Regions from separate parts of the Mus musculus genome. Here all the other regions are linked to region 1. The links are chromatin contacts, called in public HiChIP or PLAC-seq maps. All regions are on one chromosome and are shown on one strand. The core of a region is the stretch at or near the end of the contact, and the rest is flanking DNA. Distances in the headings are between cores, read along the strand shown.

Evidence for each region. HiChIP or PLAC-seq counts read pairs in DNA pulled down with a chosen protein or histone mark.
Region 2: a contact with region 1 is called in an H3K27ac HiChIP or PLAC-seq map of embryonic fibroblasts, with 6 times the contacts expected there. The contact joins two enhancer-like sites. A contact is called at or near these places in 2 of 115 datasets of contacts at active chromatin or transcription factors (the NIH/3T3 cell line and embryonic fibroblasts).
Region 3: a contact with region 1 is called in an HNF4G HiChIP or PLAC-seq map of pancreatic cancer cells. The contact joins two enhancer-like sites. A contact is called at or near these places in 2 of 115 datasets of contacts at active chromatin or transcription factors (astrocytes and pancreatic cancer cells).

What each region holds. Positions count from the first base shown.
Region 1 is chr6:146,118,181-146,122,741 of GRCm38.p6, reverse strand. The region is part of intron 55 of Itpr2 (inositol 1,4,5-triphosphate receptor 2); the gene reads left to right. Among named protein-coding and RNA genes, the nearest start is that of Gm35768, 24 kb to the left of the region's middle. Within about 2 kb of position 2,316, at least 59 of the 459 cell types and tissues checked have an H3K27ac peak or open chromatin away from gene starts, as enhancers often do. A contact at or near this core is called in embryonic fibroblasts and pancreatic cancer cells, where this site is marked.
Region 2 is chr6:145,358,176-145,362,736 of GRCm38.p6, reverse strand. No RefSeq gene overlaps it. Among named protein-coding and RNA genes, the nearest start is that of Gm38926, 12 kb to the right of the region's middle. Within about 2 kb of position 2,281, at least 46 of the 459 cell types and tissues checked have an H3K27ac peak or open chromatin away from gene starts, as enhancers often do. A contact at or near this core is called in embryonic fibroblasts, where this site is marked.
Region 3 is chr6:145,380,567-145,385,127 of GRCm38.p6, reverse strand. No RefSeq gene overlaps it. Among named protein-coding and RNA genes, the nearest start is that of Gm38926, 34 kb to the right of the region's middle. Within about 2 kb of position 1,942, at least 11 of the 459 cell types and tissues checked have an H3K27ac peak or open chromatin away from gene starts, as enhancers often do. A contact at or near this core is called in pancreatic cancer cells, where this site is marked.

The DNA.
Region 1 (4,561 bases), core at 1,067-3,566:
TTATATGTAGAAAATGCTTTGGCTTTGTTTTGACTTTCAGAGTATCCTATTGAGTAGGTAATCAATTAATCATAAAATCAATCAGTGAGATTCTTAAAGAAAACCATAGAGGTGTGTCAAGTACATGAAACTCAAGTGGTCTTAGCTTAAACATGGGAAGCTTATTCACCAAACCACACCCAAATCAGATCTGCCAAGCCTATGGGCTAATGAGTGGCAGCCTCCCTGTTGCACACGCATGAAACTGCGCTGTGGAGAAAGGCTGCAATTCCTGCCCTCCAATGCCTGATCTCTCTGTGACTAGGCATATTAAAGTTATGCTCAGCTTGAGGTCATTATTCCAAGACAGCCTCCTGCTTCCAGAAAGGTACACACATCTCCATTCTCTCTCACTTGTGCTCAGCCAAGTCCACTGTGTGGCTTCATCCTTTGAAGTTTCACCCTTTATGCTCCTAGGAGTCGCCTCACTTCTCATGACAGCTGCCAGTTGTCACCTGAGGGTGCTGGGTTTACTGCTCAAACCATGTGGTATAGGACTCATGCGTCCGTCGGTCACTTCACTCATGAGTCCGTCGGTCATGTCACTCATGGCGACTCTGGTACTTTTCTCTTTGTACCAGGAGGCTTTGCAGTTGAATTTTATGGTGGAAAATCTAGTAAGAAGCAGAGATCAGTTTGGGATGGCCAGCATGAAAATGGTATTATGAGAGCCCCGCAGCACACAGCCTTAGCAAATGGAGGCTGGGCAAGGGGTATCAGATGGTTAGTTGGTACTCAGCTGCAGAACCGAGTGCATTCTATTCTCTGTGTTGCCTCTCAGTAGTGATATTTGAAAGCCCTCTGCCAAACTCCACCATACTTCCGGCATTTTCCTTCCTCACCTATATGTGGATCTCTGACACAATACTGACAGGACATGTGCTTCTGATCTTCAGTAAACGAACCTTTAGCATACCCTGCAAAAGTAACCCGAGGGATTCCAGTTGCAATCATCCCTGTATTGTTTGATTTTCCCACTGAGTTTAGAAGCTGGGCTTTCTGGAGCGGAGGCCTGAAGCACCCAGAAGCTGAGCCACCTCTAGCCACCTTCTGTTTCTGTTTAGTCTCACCAAGTTTCTGGGCTGAGCTCACTCTGTAGCTGGGCCAGGCCTTGAACCTGCAATCCTTGTACCTCAGCTTCTGTAGCAGCCAAGTGCCAGTGTCTCCGTCAGACATGGAGAGCAGTTCAGGAAAGGCAGAGGGACTCCAAAGAACCAAAGCCTGACTCAGCCACTCACCGTTCTGTGGCCTTGGGCAAGTAAGTAAACTTGCTTCATGTTGTAGGCCATGGAGTAAGATCATAGCAACCCTTGTTCTGTGGAATTGTGGGTATCGGCCACAACAGGACCAAATGCCAGGCACTCGGAAGGCAAGGCGGGATCTGTTGCCGTGTTACAGAAGGTCAGAATTTCATTTCCCTCCAGCTTACATATATACAGGTGATTTTCATAAATGCTAATACCTTTTTAAAAAGACAAATCCTCAATGTTTGGTTGGACCAAACCAGTCTTATTACTTCTTAATCTCATTCTGACATAGCAAAAACTTACTCACACACATGCTAGCTTGGGCTCTGTGACTCAGGGCTGCTTCCAGCCTTAACTCTGTGTGTTTAAACTTTGATAGGCTCAAGTCTATTTGCAGCAACTTGAATTTTAAAGCTTTACCTTGCATTCACAGCTCACGAAGCACAGGGCAGGAAAAGGTATGGACACACCTAGAGGGGCATTCTTGTTTCACCGAGAAGCAAACTGAGCCTTAGACAGTGGGACACCCATCCGCCCCATACAGGAAATGCTTTCAGTTATGACGAAGTCAAAGCCCAGGTTGTTCTATCTCCCCAATTGGTGCCCTTCCATTGCACAGTACTATCTCTGCTCCAGGAATGAAGTATCACTTGAAAACACTAAATGTGAACACCACACAGGGTCTCTAAGTGACAGACTCTGACTGAACAGCTGTAGACATCAATGGGTCACGCTGACCTACTATTAAAAGGACTCTGAAAGATTCTTGTGACTTCTGTCCATTGCTCTGGCAGTCTCCTAGACAAGCACACTATTATACAAAATTATCCCCAGGAAGAGGATTATGGGTCCTAAGTGAACGTGTCAGGAACGACAAATTCATCTAAGAGTCTTGCATTTTAGAAGCCTCTAGAAGACCTGCACTTCACTGAGTTATTAGGAAGGATCAACCCTGCAGCCTAGAAGTCTGGCAGCTAATCTTCTTCCCTGGCTTGAGGCTACCCTGTGGTCACATGTATTCAGTTCTGGTGAAATGAGGAAATGATATCATATTGACTAACCAGCACCGGCCTGGGAATCCGATAACCATGTGCATGACCACAAGATATGCCACGTAAAGTGAAATCAGACCACTGTGTTAACCAGGAGCAAAGCACAGGCCAGCGGCGTGAGGAAGCTGTGCAGGGGAACCCTGCTGGACGCATCAGGCCTGCACTTCTGTCTTAGGGTAAGGTAGCCACTTCACCTTCCCCTCCCTCAAAGGAAAGGACACTCCCTTACTGAAAAATGCACACACACTGTTTTGTCACAGACTGCTTTCAACAGAAAATGGAACACAAGAACCTAAAAGCATATACAATACTTATGTTTAAGGTTGTTTCTGTGAAAAGAAAACTTTTCTGTACTGATTTTTAAACGCCTTTTTAAATTTTATTTTTCTCTTAAAAATTTATTGGTTCTTTGCAAATTTTTATGGATATCCCAATATATGGAGTCCTTTGCCCAAGACCAGTATATGTGGAGCATATGATAGGTCTATTATCAGCCTTTTGAGGAACCTCTACACATATTTTCTTAGTGGCTGTACCAGTTCACCCCCCTCCAGTTCACACACCTCCAGCAAAGAATGAGTGTCCCCAGACCCAGTGTCCATGCTGCCATTTGTCACCATTTGTTTCTTGACCGTAACCATTCTGACTGGGCTTAGATGAAACCTCTGAGCAGTTTTAATTTGCATTTCCTTGATGGCTATGTATGTTGAACATATATTTTCCCCCCTGGACTCTGTTTAGTTTTGTCCCGTTTAGGTTTTCTTGAATGTTTAATTTTGAGCTACTTATATATTCTAGATAGTACCACTCCTTCAAAGATATAACTCATGAATAAAAAATGTCCAGTCTGCTTACTGCCTCTTCAGTTGAGCGATAGTACCCTTTGCTGTTCAGAAACTTTTGGTTTTTGAGGTCCCATTTATTAATTATTGGTATTAAATAAAGCCTTTTTCTATCAAGATGCTACTCAAAACGTCTGTTCTTATATCAGTGAGTCAAGCCTAGGTCCCCTTGCTCCTGTCAGAGTTAGAGTATCTGGTCTTGTATTAACATCCTTCATGGATTTGGAGTAGAGTTTTATACAAGATGAAAGACACAGTTCAGATTTGATCCCTCCTCTGTGGTCATCCAGTTTGACAAGCAACACTTGTTCAAGATGCTGTCTTCTCTCCAACAGGTATTTGTTGACTTCTTTGTCAAAAGTTGAGTGGATGTAGGATGTAGGAGTGTGGGTTTATATGTGAGTCCTCAGTTTTGTTCCTTTGACTGACAAGTCTGTCTTTGTGCCAGTACCACCTGCTTTGGTAAGGACAGTCATGCTCACAATGTTCATTGTAACAATGTATATACATGGGAGGTTTTGCCACTTTCTGGTTTCTTGTTCAATTTATTTTTTTCATTCTTTTAAAAGATTTTTTGTTGTTGTTGTACAAATCTTTCCTGTCTTCGTTATACTTATTCTAGATATTTTACTTTTCTTGAGGCTATTATGAAAGGTATTCATTTATTTCTTTCCCCGTATGTTTGTTGTTTGTATGAAGGCCAATCCTTTGTTTTTTTGTTTTTTTTTGTTTTTTTTTTAACTGATTTGTTAATTTGCTGAAATATTTATCAGGTGTAGTAGTCATCTGGTGGAACCTTTGGAAAGTTTTACATAATAGAATTGTATCATCTCCAAATAAGGATACTTTGACTTCTTCCTTTCTTATTTGTATCCACTTTACCTTCACCTGTCTTACTACTCTAGCTAAGATGTCAGGACTTGCCTACTTAAATGGGAGTAGGCAAAGGGATTACCATTGTGTCCCTGGTTCTAGTGGAACTACTTGCAGTTTTTCCCTGTTTAGGAAGATGTTGTCTGAGGAATCCTGTATGCTACCTTTATTATATTGAGCTTATACCCTCTATCCCTCATTTCTCCAGCACTTTTATTGTGAATGGATGTTGGATTTTTGTCAAAGACCTTTTCTACAGCTAGAGAGATGACCGTATGGTAGTTTAAGTTTCTTGAACCATCCCTGCATCTCTGGGATGAAACTGACTTGATCATGGTGGACAGTCTTTCTAATATGTTCTCAAATTAGTTTTGAAAGTATTTTATTGCGAATTTTCATGTCTTTGACAGTCTAGTAGACTTCTATAGTGACTCCATCTGGCCTGGGCTTTTTAGTTGGGAGATTTTCAATTACTGACATCTCATTGCATGTGACAGGTCTACTTAAA
Region 2 (4,561 bases), core at 1,032-3,531, 760 kb after region 1:
CGTATCAAACCACATTGAATTAAACCAACACACACATCCAGTGATGTGCAAACGGTTCTGTCTGTAATGAACAGTAAAATCACGTATGTATCAAAGAATTGTTTCCGAAACCTGAAGGCTTTTACCCTAAGTAAACATTTGACTTACGTACCTGTTACATCTGCTTATACACACAGGGTAGCAAAAGTTTCTCAGACAAGAAAGGGTCATGAACAGAAAACATTCGAAGCCCTGCTCTGATGAAGGAAGGTGGACACGTATTTATTCGAAAGGATCACAATCCTGTTCTCCAGAGCTGTCAAAACGACAGCTGGTCTGGGCTCGAGCACTCCCTGACAGCCTTCCTCAGGCCTTCACAGATGATCAAGCATGCTTCCAGAAACTTCCCTCGCTCTGTCCCTCGTGTATTCAAGCCCGGGTGGACTCTGGAGCTTTTTCCAGCCTCCCACAGATCTCCCCTCTTACCTCTCATTCAAAGGCTGACAAACTAAAGCTCACAGGAACGAAATCTAGTCTGCGGCCGACCGCATGAACTCAGCTTCACTTTGAGTTTTTAAATGCTGGGTGGGCGGTACACACGTGGTCCGTGATGTTTAAAACAGTTTTACCTTTGGCCCAAAATATTCATTGACCCTCGTTTCTTACAGTGATGGCTTACTCTCATACAAATATTAGCCTATTTAATGCCATCTTGCCATCCTCAGCTGAGAGGAGGGATCTGGCTAACAGGTGGTTGGAGGAACACACAGCCTCGTGGAGACTTGGGATTGGCTCCAGTGCCATCGTGTAGGGGAAGCTAATGGCATCCTGGTTACTAGATAGGCTGCAGCTAAGTCCTGGAAGGCCTTGGCAACTTGGACTTTACAGTTGCAGGTCCAGTAGCAACTTGAGAAAGTAATCCACTGGAGGAGATTGTGGTGGCAGAGATGGCAATCCGGGCATACAGGAAAAGATGCCCTGGGGTAGCAGAAGCAGCCGCTGCTAAGTTTTGCCCTGAACCACCGTGAGTGGTGAGCTGTTGTTGCGGTGTATTGCAAAGCTGGAGTTCCAGACGACACCACTGCTCACTCACAGGGCGCTCATTTTGCCTGTAGTGGAAAGGCAGCGAGAGGAGTTGTGAGTCGGGCACGAGATCTAAGGGACTCAGAACTCCAGGGCCATGTGAGTTTGCTGCAGAGCAAGTGTGAGGGACAATGACAGCCCTGATTGGGGGAGGGGGCCTGGATGGATGCTGACTCTGCAGTTTCCTGTGGCTTCTGTGTCCCTACCTAATGTCATAGCTTCACCTGCCAACCTGACACAAACTTAGAGAGGCTGGGGGAAGGGAGCTTCAGTTGAGAAATCGCCTCCATCAGATTGGCCTGTGGGAGTGTTTGCAGGGCATTTTCTTGATTGCTAGTTGTTGGAGGAAGGCCCCGCCCACTGTGGGCGGCACCATCTCTAGGCAGGCAGTCCATCCAGGTCAGAAAGGTAGCTGAATGTGAGCCAGTGAGCAGCCAGTGGCAGCGCTCCTGCATGGCCTCCGCTTCAGCTCCAGCCTCAGGTTGACTTAGTCAGGGTGCTATCGCAGTAACAGAAAGTAACGTAGGAAATCTAGTAAGCACCAGCACTTCCACTGTTCTGGAAGATTCTACAGAAGTCGTTCCCTACCTGTGGCCGATAGACCAACCAGCAGTCTCCCTCCAGTCCTCAGGCCAATTCCTAGAACTAAATCCAAGCAGAACCTGTGTGAGCCTGTGTTAGAGCCTGCTACGGGGCTAATGTGTGAGCCTGAAGGATGGTGACACGGCCCAGCATTCACTGAAAGGAGGCAGAGATTGCCCCTGGAGTCATCGTTGAGGTTTTCCTCAAAAGCATGAAGCTTATGGCTAGACAGCAGCTTTGGATGCGCCCTCAGAATGCAGACACGCTTGCCACCTCTGTAACCTCTAAATGGAGACATGGAATGTGCTTTCCTGTGCATGTGTGTGCGTGCAGAATATGTATATATGGTACACGGGAAATAAATAGCTTAAGCTAGATACCAGAAAGATCCCTCGCTGCTCTGGGGTCTGGAAGCAAATGACAGGAAAGTGTGATTGGGAAAGTAAAATTGTTTAACCGGCTCAGAAATTAAAACAAAACAAAACAAAACAAACAAACAAACAAAAAAAAAAAACCAACTAAGGCGTTTCCAAGTGCGGGAAACATTCCAAACAGGATGTACAGGAGTGTGCGAGGTGCCTGGGGAAAGGAAGCATTTGGGAGAAATTGGAACTACATTTTACAATGATTTATTTATTTTGTTAATGGAGTACACTCAAGGTTTGTATGTATCTGAGGTGAGTGGAAACACAAGTCCATATAAACTGTAAGTAGAGTAGCTTTTAAATTTCCGTTTTTATTTACTGACGGAAAGGAAGTAATTTAAAGTTATTTAAAACACACACAACAAAGAAACACTAGACAATTTTCTGCTTCCTTCCTGTTGATCTCACTGCCAACAGTGCCCTCTAGTGGTGAACTGAGAAGACGTTGGTGGAGGAGGGAAAAAACATTACCGGAATTTTCATGAAAACGTAAACTTTTACAATTCCACTTGGTAACTGAATGCTATATTTGGCAAGAAAAAAAATGAATCTTTGCAGAGGTTCACAGCAGATAGCTTAAGACGTGGGCGTTTCAACGTCAGCTTTCCTTAGTGGCTCTCCTGAGTGCATGCCCATCTGTGCGTGTAAATGCCCTCGAGGCTGCCTTTGGGGCGAGTCTGGGCCACAGCTTCTATTGTGTACCTTAAAACGAACAGAATCCACTTTTATGAGGGATACAATCGTTCTCCCCGAACTTGTGCTTCAACCTTAATCACTTCCAAGAACAACACAGTGTTCTTGCAGGATCTCACCTGGCCCCAACTCATCGAACAAACCAAGCCCCATTTTCTTAGAATGATTCAGACGCTCCCCTCCCCCGACCCCCACCCCCGCAAAAAGCAGTCATCACAACAGGCTACAGCCCGGGTTACAGAATGAAGTCGCGCTAACCCTGGCTCTGCCTAGAGCTTCTAGAGCAGCTACTTCTGAAATAAAGATGGGAGGTGGCTTCCCGGGCGCCACTCTAACGCCAGGCAACCGCTGGGCCATGAGCTCTGAGGCTTCAGCTCTGAACATGGTTCTCTGCCCTAAGCCCCTGGTCCAAAGATCCAAAGCACAGTACTTGTCTGTTTTAGGAGATGTTGGTACATACAGGCTGTTTTATGAGCATTCTGACATTCCGACTGTACCCCCTTTGATGTCTTCAATAGCACCCTTTGTCATAAGTGCCCAAAACGTGTCACTCACTGGCTGTCATGTTGGACAGAATTGGACACTCTTTCACTACAGGGGGACATCCTTGGTCTAGAATCATCTTCAAGCCCTGGCCCTAAAGAAACTCCTGAAAATTGTACTTTATAGGAGCAAAAGTTATTAAGCAACACACCGTCTAGCAATCAAAGAGAATGTCCTTAGTGCTTGGACAGACAGGTTCCACTCACATTCTAGACCGATACCCTAAGAAGAACGCATTCTTTATGAGGCATTTTTGCCAAAACACATAAACTGAATCTAACCATGAGGAAACTTCTGACACGAAGTGAAAGAGAGTCTGCAAAATAATTGGCTTGTCCTTTCCAAAATGCCAAGGTCATCAAAGAGAAAGGAAGGCTAGAGTTGAACCACAGGAGGGGAGACTCGAGAGACATGACAGTTAAATGAATCACAAGATCCTAAGTTAGGTCTAAACCACGGAAGGCATTAGCTACAGCCCAAAGTCCTGATTAGAGGGACACAAGAATCATGTTTCTTGTTTGCTCACCATGGTGTGACCAGATCAGAAAAGGTCTAGGGCTGAAAAGATGGTTCCGCCATTAAGACTGGTCGCTGCTCTTCCAGGGGACCTGAGTTTGGTTCCTGGCACCAACTTTGTGTGGCTCACAACTGCCTGTAACTCCTAATCCAGAGAATCCCATGCCTTCTGACTCCAGGTGGTTCTCTCTCTCTCTCTCCCTCTCTCTCTCCCTCTCTCTCTCTCTCTCTCTCTCTCTCTGTGTGTGTGTGTGTGTGCCTGTCTGTCTCTCTGTCGCTGTCTGTCTGTCTCTGTCGGTCTGTCTGTCTGTCTGTCTCTCGCTCTGTCTCTGTGTGTGTGTGTGTGTGTGTGTATGTATGTGTGTGCCTGTCTGTCTCTCTGTCGCTGTCTGTCTCTGTCAGTCTGTCTGTCTGTCTCTTTCTCTCTGTCTGTCTGTCTCTCTCTCTCTCTCTCTGTCTCTCTGTGTGTGTGTGTGTTTGTGTGTGTGTGTGTGTTTGTGTGTGTGTGTGTGTGTATGTGTGCGTGTGCCTGTCTGTCTCTCTGTTGCTGTCTGTGTGTGTCTGTCTCTGTCGGCCTGTCTGTCTCTCTCTCTTTACACACACACACACATATTTTCTTGAACCATCCTTAACCGTATATTCCAGTCTCAGAGTGAGCCAGGAAATGTGAGCAGAGCCAGATCCTGATGTTTGTTGCCCTAGGTCTCCCAGAAGGGAATCCGATTTTCCAAATAAAATAA
Region 3 (4,561 bases), core at 693-3,192, 740 kb after region 1:
AGTGGATTTTAGCCCAGAAACTCAGAATACCCAAGATACAATTTGCAAAACACATGAAACTCAAGAAGAAGGAAGACCAAAGTGTGGATACTTCGATCCATCTTAGAAGGGGGACAAAATACCCATGGAAGGAGTTACAGAGACAAAGTCTGGAGCAGAGACTGAAGGCATGACCATCCAGAGACTGCCCCACCTGGGGATCAATCCCATAAGCAACCACCAAACCCAGACACTAGGTAGATGCCAACAAGAGCCTTCTGACAGGAACCTGATATAGCTGTCACCTGTGAGGCTCTACCAGTGCCTGGCAAATACAGAAGTGGATGCTCACAGTCATCCATTGGATGGAGCACAGGTTTCCCAATGACGGAGCTAGAGAAAGTATCCAGGGAGCTGAAGGGGTTTGCAGCCCCATAGGAGGAACAACAATATGAACTAACCAGCACCCCCAGAGCTCCCTAGGACTAAACCAACCAAAGAAAAAACACGGAGGGACTTGTGGCTCTAGCTGCATATGTAGCAGAGGATGGCCTTGTTGGGGGAGGAGAAGAGGCCCATGGTCCTGTGAAGGTTCTATGCCCCAGTATAGAGGAATGCCTGAGCCAGGAAGCTGGAGTGGGTGGGTTGTGGAGCAGGGGGAGGAGGGAAGGGATAGGAGATTTTTTGGAGGGGAAACTAGGAAAGGGAATAACATTTGAAATGTAAATAAAGAAAATATCTAAGGAAGGAAGGAAGGAAGGAAAGAAAGAAAGAAAGAAAGAAAGAAAGAAAGAAAGAAAGAAAGAAAGAAAGAAAGAAAGAAAGAAAGAAAGAGAGAGAGACAAACCTCTGCTCATGTTGGATCCTCTTACCTGTTCTAGTTTTATTTCTGTTGGTGGGAAAGAAAAATCAAGGTAGGGAAAAGGGGGTTTACTTTTGTTTCTAATTCCAGGTTATAGCCCACTGTTGAGAGGAAACCATAGCAAAGGGATTAGTCACATCATATCCACAGTCTAGGCAGGGAGAAATGAACTCACAAATGCTGCTCGCTCCCTTGCACTCAACTTGATTTCTCCACTTTTACACAGGTCAGGACCCCTCATCTAGGGAATGTTGCTGCCCACAGTGGACTGGGTCTACCTATATCAGTTAAGCTAATCCCACACACACACCACAGGCTAACCGTATGTAGACAGGTCCTCACTGAGACTGCCCAAGTTATTTGGGTTGTGTATCGAAATGACAAAACTAATCACCAAATATAAAAATGTCTAACTCAGAAAATGCTAATAATTTTCCATTTTAAAAGTACTTATAAGAGGGGGCTGGAGACGTGTCTCTGGTTACAAGCATTTGCTCTTATAGAAGATCTGGGTTCAGTTCCCAACACCCACATTGCTGCTCACAAGCAGCTGTGACTCTAGTCCCAGGAGATCCAACATCCCCTGCTGGCATCTACAGGCACCAGGCATGCATTTGCTGCACATATACACATGAAGGCGTTTACACACACACACAGGAAAATAAATCTTCAAACTACCTAGAAGATGTTTGGTTTTTAAGTGAAAACTCCCATTCGGTAAAGTACAGATAGTTTCCAGATTGACGTTTCCCAATTTCAACTTCAATTCCCAATTTCTAATTTTCAGAAGACAGATCCAATATCCAAAAGTTGCTCTTAATCTTCCTCCCTTCTTCCCTCCTTCTCTCCTTCCTCCCTCCCTCCCTCCATTCCTTCCTCTCTGCCTCAGTTCTTCCCTTTTTCTTCCCCTCTCCCTGGTCCCACTTGTCTGGCCAGTTTGAGGTAAACTCTCTTTATGCCCTAACATTGTTCCTGCAAACAGACTGTGCCGTGAAGGTTGATTAGGGACTCAGGCTGTCCCTGTGGTCTGTAACTCATACTGAGCCCTTCAGACCAGGCATGTCAGGAAAGATATATTTTAACCAAGGTTTCAAATATCTAAAACTCTGACTCATAAGTTTTCCTGCCCCCTAACCCTATGTCACAGCCAATCAACTCTTCCTTCACGACATGCAGACGTTCCTGATGGCCATTTTCTTCTTTGTTGCTTTTCTTCCATTTGTAGTGTGGTATGTAATCCTTAAAGAAATGGTAATCAGACAGACATGGGAGACATAGAAGAAAGGGGCCAGAGTGAGACCGGTGATGGTCATTGTACAAGGACGCCATCCTTGCTTGGAATGCTGTAGTAGTGTTATGTTTGCCAAGGGAGGGAGGCGGCATCAGAAGGAGTCATGTGACTTACAATGCCACTGTCCTTGTAGTGGCACTATGCCAAGGGAGGCGTAGAGAACACGGGCCAAGTGTGCTGCTGTATCACTAAGCACCTGGGAACAGACTCAGAGCTCAGAATGCGGTTGACAAAGGATAATTAATTGTCAACAGCTGTTGCTGAATCTGTACCTCTAAATGAGGACAATGCAAACATGTTCGCCCAGCTCCACACCCGGGAGCAGAGACGCTCTGGGAACACTCTGGCCTGGAGATAAGGAGTTCTGAGAACATGGAAAATGTGATGACAACCATTTCTTGTTTCTTCACCGTAGGAAGAGTAGGAGGGAAGACTTGTTTCTGACCCTTTTGTTACAGAATCATTTGGTGGCCTCAGCAAAACATCTGCCATATGACCCATTCTGTCGAAGGAAAGAGAGGCAGCCCAAATCATTAGATACACAATGGGTCCACACAAGTATCAATGTTCTGGTGTGGTAGTGGAAAGAGAGGCAGCCCAAATCATTAGACACATAGTGGGTCCACACAAGTATCAGTGTTCTGGTGTGGTAGTGGAAAGAGAGGCAGCCCAAATCATTAGATACATAGTGGGTCCACACAAGCATCAGTATTCAGGTGGGATAGAACTGTGTTAACTCTTGTAATTAATTCTTATTCCCCCATCAGACTAAGCTGACAGCCTTAGAACTTTAAGAATAATTCTCAACAACTAATATAATTACTAGGAAATGTAAAAGACAGTGGAGCCAGTGTCTTGGGGATCAACCTGCAGCCCCCTTCTCGTCCCAGCATGCTCCGTTCTGTATATTCTAGTTGAACTCTGCCAGTTAGTCACTTTGGCTCACAGCAGCCAAGTGCACACATGGTGAAGATGGCGACTTAACAGCCTGAAACTCAAAGCAGAGGATGAGGGGTCTTTGTTGTCTCTATTTCATTCCCATTTTCCTTCTGCACTGCCTTCCAAACAGACTCACTATCAACAGCCAGCCATTGCCATCATCATGGGAAAAACACTTGTGAAACTTAACTTCAAAACAGTTACTGCTTCACTGAGCCTTGTGTGTGTGTAGGCCCCAGGGTAGAGGACCTTCCTCACTTGATAACTACCCTGTCCTTTGGAAGCAGGGTCTTGAGTTAAATCCAGACCTCACCAATTCAGCTAGTCTGCCTTACTGGCCTCTGGAAACCCTCCCCTGTCTACCCTCACCTAACCCCAGGTCTTGCTGACGCCCCTGACCCTGACCAAGGAGTCTTGCTAACAGAACGATATTGGCCCATCTTTGGTTTTTCCTCAGTAGTTCCACGTTCTGGGTGAAACCCATCTGGCCACCACGAGTTCCTGCCCTCTCTAGCGTCTCCACGACACATTGAGATTTTCCTTGTGGGGACGGGAGGGATCCAGCCCCGAGCTCCTCTGTCCTGCTTCTCCTTTTCTCGTCTGTTCCTTTGGGCAGACATTGGAGTATTAACTGCGCTTCGATCCCAACCAACAGCCACCCTGAACAAGTCCTACTCAAGCTTAGCGGTGGCAGTGGCTGGCGTCAGTAGTCCACGTTGTAACTGTGACTGGCGAATGGCTTATCCATCACCCTAATGGGCTATCACACTGAGAGCTCATCTATTAGCTTAGCTCATCTGCAGGGGTTAAGAGAGAGATGTTGTGCCACAGCTGCGGCTTTTAAAGTCCCCCCTCCCCATCCCCTGCATTGCAAATGCTCTCTACACACTTACTATGCTTTTAATAATTGAGAACTGGGCTCAGAAAACCTCCATCTCCAGCTGGGCCCAGGGGAACTGTAATCAAAAGAATATAATCAGATCCACAGCAGCATCTCTCAGGCACCACTGGAGACCCATAGCTCTGTTCTAGGAAAAGCGGACCATAGTGACGCAGCTGCACGGATTCCTTCATGGGCCCCGGGTGAGCTGCTAAGCTTCGGGAACCTTATTCCCTTGTCAGTTTCCTTGCTGATAAACGACAGACAAAGGAGGCAGTTGGCAATAGTTGGCGTACAGAAAGCATTTTTTTATTTTTATTTTTTTACAAATCTTTGAACTTAAGCACATTTAAAGAAAAGTTGGGTAGAGAGAGCCAGTGTCATTGGCTAAAGGGCAGAAGAGTGGCTTTATGAGCTGAGGTTCACTGTCATTGTCAACTTGACTAGATTATGAGTCACTGGGGGCACAAACCTCTGCAAAGACGATTCCAGGGAGGTTCTGTGCAGATCAAGGTTCATACACTCAGCTTATCTTGCAACTGCAGTTTCACGTGTGCCCCTTATACGAGACCTGCTTGTGGCTGTGGGCCATTGCTTACTGACTCTTCTC